Linked DNA regions of Arachis hypogaea: region 1 is linked to region 2. The links are chromatin contacts, called in public Hi-C maps. All regions are on one chromosome and are shown on one strand. The core of a region is the stretch at or near the end of the contact, and the rest is flanking DNA. Distances in the headings are between cores, read along the strand shown. Region 1 holds the start of LOC112710991 (protein NDL1). Region 2 holds the start of LOC112710989 (trihelix transcription factor GTL2).

Region 1 (4,132 bases), core at 883-3,382, 170 kb before region 2:
GAAATTGCATTGAAAGGAAATTGAAATCAACAAGAGTTCATGAACATAAAAGTAACAAAATAAAGGAAATGACAAATAAAACTAGAAGAGTAAAATGTAACAACAAGAAATTAAAAGAGAAAACTAAATCAAAAATAGAATTTAAAGTTGGATCTAAGAAAATTAAACCTAAACTACCCTAAATTATAGAGAGAAGGGAGATCTTTCTCTCTCTAGAATTCTAACCTACAACATGATGAAAACTACACTATGGCTTCTCCCTCCTCATTCTCTTGTGATCCTTGGGTTCAAAAGTATCAGAAATGAGTTAGATTTGGGCCTCCTTCAGCTCAGAAATCGTCCCCAGCGTATTGCCTTTAGTGAGGTCACGTACCGCTTGTCACGCGTACGCATGGGTCATGCGTACGCATCACTGGAAAAATTCTCTTCCACGCGTGCGCGTCGCTGGCGAATCTCCATCTCACGCGTACGCGTGGGTGACGCGTGCGCGTGGCATTGAGTTCAACAAATTCTCTTTTCTTCATGAATTCTCCATTTTTGCATGCTTTTTCTTCATTCCTTCAACCCAATATTTACCTGCAAATCCTAAAATCACTTAACAAACATATCAAGGCATCAGATGGAATTAAAGTGAATTAGAACTAGCAATTTTAAGGTCTAAAAAGCATGTTTTTACTCGGGATAAGTACTTTTTTCGTCCCTTAGGTTTGAGGTCAAAATCAAAATCTTCTCCGACCTTTTTTGTTATTAAAATCATCCCTAACGTTACAAAACGTTATAAAATCATCCTTTCGCCCATAAATAAAATTTTTTAGACAATTTTGCCTTTAATTGTTTCATCTTCAAATTCGTCGCTGGGAGACTTTGTAGGGGTTGGTTGATTTTGTAGATGGCTTAATGCTATTGTCTCTTATGGAAGTGCACGTATTTGAAGTGGAAGTCTAACGAAGACAAAAATAAAAAGTTAATAAACTTTCTTAAAATAGAAGAATAGAAGATTGAAAGTAAGTTGAAAAACTCACATGTCGAGCGGTTCGGATTATGAATGGGTCCCTTTTAAAAGAATAATCGTTTTTTCTTGAGCTGGTTCATTGAATGATTCTTCTTGTTCCCCAAACCTGAAATACACCGAAATCATCTCAGAATACACCTCACGCATTGAATAGAAACACAACCTCTGTTTTATGAGAACTTACATAGTTGCAACTTTTTTTTCTACTTTTTTTTTCTTGAATGAATTATTAAAGGACTTTTTAATATATATATATATATATATAATCAGAAGCAAAATATGGTAACACAAGAATTAAGGAAATGACAATAGAAATAAAAATTATATGTTATCTCTTGGCTTATTTAGACTGTTCTGATCTGTCTGTGTTTAAAAGATAGGATCATTTTCACTTGTCAAGTTCACATTCGACATTCTAAGAACAAAATAAATATTATTCAGTAAAATTAGAGTAATTAATTACATCAGAATTTATGAATTTTTATCAAATAAAAATCTTACGTTTACAAAGAATCATAATGAATTTCTATGGAATAGAGTTCACCTTCTGATATATCTAATAAAAAAGGATAATAAATACATGCAAAAGATTATATTAAATATGTTATAAATTATATATTTAGGTAATTAAAATAGTTAAATTATTTATTTTAAAATTTTTTTTTCTTAGAGCTTGTGGTCGTGGGCGAAGTGGGGACCAAAAAAATAGACATTTATACACACTAAATTAGACAAGGACATTAACCCAACAAAGAACATTCTTCATAAAAATAGAAAATAAAAATAAAAATAATAAAAGCTTAAATACAAAATTTAAATACATTATTTATATATAAAATATAATTTTTTTAATCAAAAGTAATAAAGGAAATAAATGAAGAATAAACAACCCTAAATTTTGATTAATAAAGGATACTTAGCTTTAATCCAACCAATCTAAAATCCTAGGACGTTAAAATAAGGAACCCGGAGGGGGGGGGGGGGTGAGTGGAAGCGAGTTGTGATGAGCTGGAATCTGATCATAGAATAATAGTGGAAGGGCATATAATATTTTATAATAAGAATCCCAGGTATCCTACAGCTGTATTATGGGATGCTCTTGCAAAATTAAATTGCATTTTGCATTCTTATAACATTTGGAATTTTTCATTTTTCTTTCTTTTTTTCTATTTTTATGTAATAAATCACAATCACATGGGCGCGCCGCTAATGTTCATGTTCTTGCTGTTATTGCTGTCTTTGAATTGAAAAGAAAACCCCTTGCCTTGCCATGCCATGCCAGCACAATTTCACTGTTACTATTATGTTATGCCTTTTATATTAGAATATATCGTACCAATTTATTTTGTGATACCGTATTAATGTATTATACAGTGTATATGTATATAACTAATTTAAATACAACGAATGGTTAATTCATTATTTTTTTAGTAAGTGGTGAAGATTTAAATTTTATTTAGTGTACAGAATAATTCATTAATTATGATAAATTTTTAAAAAAAATTAAATTTAATAATAAATTAAGTTTTAATCTATCAAACTAAAAGATATCATGAGAAATTTAAAAAAATTATATGTACATATATCTTATTAAAGTTTATTATAAATGTGTTGATATATATGGTATCTTATATTTCGCACATTAAAAAAATATAGAAATACTTAAAAAAAATACAAATTTGTTTAAAAGAATTTGAATAACAAGTAAAATATCTATATATTGATTGCTAAATTTATGTTTATCTGAAATATTAGAGACATTAGATATGCAAACCGAAATATATATTTTTTTAATTTAATGTTGATGTAGTGTAAAGCCCTAATATAAAGTATTTAATTATATAATATTATATTAATAAAAATAATTATTTTTTGTATTAACGATGTGAAAAACATTCAAAGAAACAGATACTAATCTATAAAATATTTTACATTATATCAGTATAATAAAATTAAAATATTTGTTTTTTAAACTGTATAAATTAGTAAAATGTCCCTTTTAGCCCAATTTTGTTCCAACGGTCACTGAATTCTACTATACGACAGCCACTGTAAAAATAAAAATCTAGTACTACTTCTGAATCTGAATCTCTGGAAAAACCTTTCCACTTTTTCAATTTCTTCATCTTTTTTAAAGAAAGGTCGCTCGTGCGGGTTTTCCCTTCAAATAAGGAAGGGGTTGTGACTTGAGACCGTAATTTAACACCACCAATCAACAACGACAGCAAAGAACCAAAGAAGAAGACGAAGAAAGTAAGAGCTTCAAAATCATTGTGCCTCTCTACTTTGCAGTTACATTGAATGCGTAGGAGTGAGTCATGGGCGAGTCAAGTGACTCACTCTCCATTGACATTGATTTGATACCTTTAGGTGGAAAGGTAACGGTTTTTCTAATTGCATTTTTAGATTCTACCTTTTCAGTTTTCATTTGTATAATAAAAGAGTGGAATTTTGTAAACTAAACATTATTACAATTTTTGTATTTAATTTAACTTAATTTGTGTGTGTCTGTATTGCAGGAATTCACGGTGAAAACAAGTAAAGGTTCAGTTTCTGTGCTTGTTTGTGGGGATCAAGAAAAGCCAGCTTTAATAACCTACCCAGATGTGGCTCTTAATTGTATGATATATTATATTGTATATTCTTTTTCTAATTTTATCTGTTTTTAGTAATTTCAGTTTTGTTAAGTTTATTTCCATTTTGAACTTGAGGAAAATGCCACGTCTTTTTTTTGGATAGAAATGTTTTGAGGATTGGAAGCAAAATTAAAGCAGGTCTTTGTATTGGGAGAATGTGTTTGAGAATTGTGAAGTTTTGAAAAATAAAAAACAAAAGTTCCTTTTATGCAGATGTATCTTGTTTCCAGGGTCTGTTGTTCTGCCCAGAAGCTGCTTCTTTGTTGCTTCATAACTTCTGCATTTATCACATTGATGCTCCTGGCCATGAGGTCAGTATTAGTAGGGAATTTTTACATTCTAATACTCTTCAATTATCAATTTTTATCTGAACTTTGATGCATTTTTCACTTCCATGAAATATTAATTTATTATAAACCAGTTTCGTAGCTTTGGTATTGATTTGCGTTCCTCAGATTCTTGAAACAAAAAAGAAAAAGTCATG
Region 2 (4,494 bases), core at 1,796-4,295:
AATAAGCGAGGCCTCTAATAAATATTAAAAAATACCGGATCGAAAATTAATTTGGCTTATAACTAAACTACTCAACCACAAGTAGAAACACTTAATTTAAGAATTTATTTACATCAATTAGTTTACTTGAATAATCAAAATGTCACGAAAAATAATTAGCTTTAACGTGTGTAGTATAATGCACATGAAAATGTCTCATAAGATAATTAATGACTACACTAATAAACATCTATTTTAATTAATTTAAATAAATTTATTTATAGACATTTTAAATAAATTTAAATAATGTCTCCTAAGATAACTTATGCTATGTCATTAGGTTTATTACAAATTGTTAATCCCTTAGCATTTAAACCTAATATCATATTCATCTATATAAACAAATCCTAGCCTAACTTAGTAACCGTAATTAAAAACTAAATCAATAACATTTAATTTAACGCGTACCTAACATTATATCCTAACATTTAAATCGATCCTAAAATATACTGCTTATTACCAACATAAAATTACTCTACTTAAGGAGTAACATCTATACTTTAACATACATAACCATAAAAAGAAAAACGATACCAACCTCAAAGTCCTCTGTCCCTACAATGTGCTAAGTCGTGTTGAATCTGTTAATATTTTTGTTATGGTTATCAGCACTCACCATATTCTTCAAATAACTCAAAAATATGACTAAAAATGGTTAAAAGTAGGAGAAAAGACAAATAAATAAATAAATAAATAAAGTCAAAGGATAAAATGATCTCTGAGATACATATATAGATTTTCACTACACTTATCTCGTTTACACAATAAATAAGATAAGGTCGTTACACAACACGTGTATAAACATGATACGGGTATTATGTTACGATCTTATTTTATTTATAGTGTAAACGAAATACGTATTAACTTATTTCGTTAAACAAAATAAATGATGTAATGTTTTTTGGCAAAAATATTTTTTTAATAATTATTATATTTATTTTATTTATTTAAAAAAATCCTACTTCAGTACGAGCAATAATCACTTTTGGGCTTTATGTGTATACAAGAATTTAATTTTATTCACTGTTAATAGAAAAAGATTTATACAAATATCTAATTATAAATTGTTATGTTAATAAAATAAATTATTTTTTATATCTATGGAGAATAATTATTAAAGAGCCACATGATTAGATAATTATATGAATAGTTTACGGTTTTAAAATTAAACTCTTATATAATATAGTAATAAAAGATGTGTTTGTTTTTGCGTTTGAAAAATCAAAAAGTACGTTCAAATTTTTTAAATGCTTTAATCTTTTGTTCAGCTATTTTTTTTAATAAATACAGAAGTGATTTTATATTCAAACTAATATTTACAAGAAGCAATAAATTTTAAATTTTTTTCTTTTATTTGTTATTTTTATTTTTTTGTTAATTTTTTTGTTTGATATTGTATATTTTTATAATTGTAATTTTTGTATATTATATTTATTATTATTTTTATATAATATAATTTATTAGTCACATTAGGTAGATTAAATTAAAAAAAATAACCTAAAAAATTATAGCATAATAAAAAAATAGTAAGAGTATTAAAAAAATATTATACTAAAAAAATATAAAAAAATTAAATATGCTTAAAAAATAATATTATAATTCAATAATATATTATTTTTAGTAATTATCTATTTAAAAATAATTTTAATTAATATTAACTAAATAATATTTATTTTATCAAAATCAATTTTAATATAATAATAAAAAAATTAATTTTATTATTAAATTATCAAACATAAATTATGTAAATACAAAACTCCTATTCAAAATCAATTTTATAAAATCACTTCTATTCAAACTCTAGTTTAATAGAAACTAATCCGAACGCACACAGTAATACTAATATACAGTAAAGTTTAGTTTTCCAATGAGCTGTGAATATATTACATCTATAATAATGATACTTTTTCTTATTGAGGAATTCAAATTTTTAGATCATATAATACAGGCAGCTCTTAACCCTAGTATTCCTTCTTTATTGATTCATTTCCTCATTAACCACAGACCAGTAGCACCCCAAGATAAAGAAAGTTTCAACTTTTAATCCTTAAAAACAATTTTGTTACACCAAATTCTTGTATAATATTAAATCATATTAATTTTGTTAATTTTAAATTTTTAATAATTGTTTACGTGATATTTTAATTATTATTTGTCACTGTTAAATTATGTTTAATATTCACGGTTGATATTTAAATTTAAATTTTTATCATTATATCATTAATACCTTCATGATGGGCTCTTAAGACATGTGATTTGTAATGAGACTCCTGGCTAGGTAACCAAATTTTGTTCAGCAGAAGGAATTGTTAAATGGGATATGATAAAGATGAGTTTGGATGTTATATGAAAATGGAAACAAGGATGAAATGCATTGAATATACCTTTTCTTTGTAACGTGGGTTGATTGACTTGTCCAAGGAAGAAAGAATATATATATATTTCAAGATTTTAATTTCTTTGTCTTATTGAAATATCATGCATTATATTCAATTATGTATTGAAGTATTAATAAAAATAATTATTTTATATGTATTATTATGTAAAATAATAGATACAATATATCGTTCTTTTATTTATATTATAGTTTAAAAATAGCATAATAAAGAATATGTATATCAAATATATTGACAAACGAAAAAAATAAAAGTATATATATAACTTAAAAAGTAAAATATGACTCATTAAAGTTATTTTATCTTAAATATTTTATTATCTGTAAAACAAAATGTCATGTGCGCATACCTAAAATTAATTATTAGATATATATGTATAAATATATATGTTGTTTAATTTAATTATAATATATATTTTATATTTTAGTATGGCTAAATTTTTTTGTATATGTAATATAGTTAGTAGTATAAATAGTCATTTATAGGAAAAAAATGCAATTTGGTAATGATGTACAATATTTGCACTATAATTTTTTTTTCTATAATTTTTTATTAATTTGTATATATAGTATTATTCTTATTTATTTATTATGGGTTATGATGAGGGAGGGGGTGTTGAGTTTCACTTTCTTGTAAAAGGGTGTGGTGGTGGCCTAAGATTTTTCCCTTGCACACAAGGACAAATTCTTTGATAAATGTGAGAAAGCCAAGAGAGAGAAAGAAAGAAGGGTTGGTAGTATTTTTGTAAAGTTGGTTGTAGCATTCCATTTAGCCACAATTTACACTGAGCAAGAAAGAAGCACATCACAAGTGAGGGAATTGAATTGAAGAAGAGATAGAGGTAGGAAGATCATAGAAGAGAAGAGAAGATAAAGAAAGCACACAAGATGTTTGATGGAGTGCCAGGAGACCAGTTCCATCAATTCATAACACCAACAAGAACAACAACAACAACCACCTCATCACAAATCCCTCTTCATCATCATTTACCTTTCCCTCTCCCTCTCCATCATCCTTCTTCTAATCCCACATCATCAAACCCCAACAACAACACTAACACTTTCCCTACTAATCCTACACCTTTTGATCCTTATCATCATCATCACCACCAATTGCAGCTTCACCAAGTTCATCATCAACACCCCAGTATCTTGCACCCATCATTACACCTTCACCAACACCACAACAACAATAACAAACATCATCATCATGATGAAGACCGGGAAGAAAACAACGCTAGCAGTACTTCCACTACTACTGTGCCAATGAATTTTGAAATTGAAAGAGATCATGAGAGGCAGCAAATGCCTCCTCCTCAGCTCATTGATCCTTGGAGTAATGATGAAGTACTTGCTCTCTTGAGGATCAGATCTACCATGGAGAGTTGGTTCCCACAACTCACTTGGGAACATGTCTCAAGGTACACAAACATTACATTTCATTACATTACATTATATATATATAATTCACTAAAATTATTAAATCATCATTTTCTCACCTATATATACTTATTGTTATAAATTCTTACATTATTTAATTGAATTATAACTAGTCTACTACTACTGATGATGAAATTAAAACCTGGATTGATTATTGTTATTGTTTGTTTGATGAATGATGATGATCAAGATATAATCGACATACACAGCAATGAAATTATGAATATTGTAAATGTGAAAATGTAAAATTAATGAGCTGGAGTCTGAGTATATATGTGTGTTTTGTGATGAGTGTATAGCTAGCTGCATCATATGCTACCTCCATGTGGAAGACAAACACACACGTGCACCTACATTTCAGCTCACACACTGACACAAACACACACACACACTCACAGAGAGTAATGGCACACACCTCGAGAGACAGAGAGGGGGGGGGGATTTTTTTTACTAACACGGATGAAAATTGAAGGAGGGAACCCCATTGATTTTGTCCATATATTACTATATTATTATTACATGTTTGAATTGTTCTTGCAAAGGAGTAAAAAAAAAATAAACAAAACAAAGTAATTATTAATTTCTATAATGGTTATTAGTTACTTTAATTTGGTCCCCGG

What was found. Hi-C and Micro-C count contacts between places; a contact is called where the count stands out from the background.
Region 1: a contact with region 2 is called in a Hi-C map of leaf, with 5 times the contacts expected there. The contact joins the promoter of LOC112710991 here to the promoter of LOC112710989 in region 2. A contact is called at or near these places in 2 of 8 Hi-C or Micro-C datasets (both in leaf).

What each region holds. Positions count from the first base shown.
Region 1 is chr9:62,200,031-62,204,162 of arahy.Tifrunner.gnm2.J5K5, reverse strand. It overlaps LOC112710991 (protein NDL1), which reads left to right and starts at 2,132. Exons shown (of 11, transcript XM_025763495.3): 1 at 2,132-3,390; 2 at 3,532-3,631; 3 at 3,862-3,959. The coding sequence starts at 3,331.
Region 2 is chr9:62,029,486-62,033,979 of arahy.Tifrunner.gnm2.J5K5, reverse strand. It overlaps LOC112710989 (trihelix transcription factor GTL2), which reads left to right and starts at 3,045. Exons shown (of 2, transcript XM_025763494.2): 1 at 3,045-3,855. The coding sequence starts at 3,323.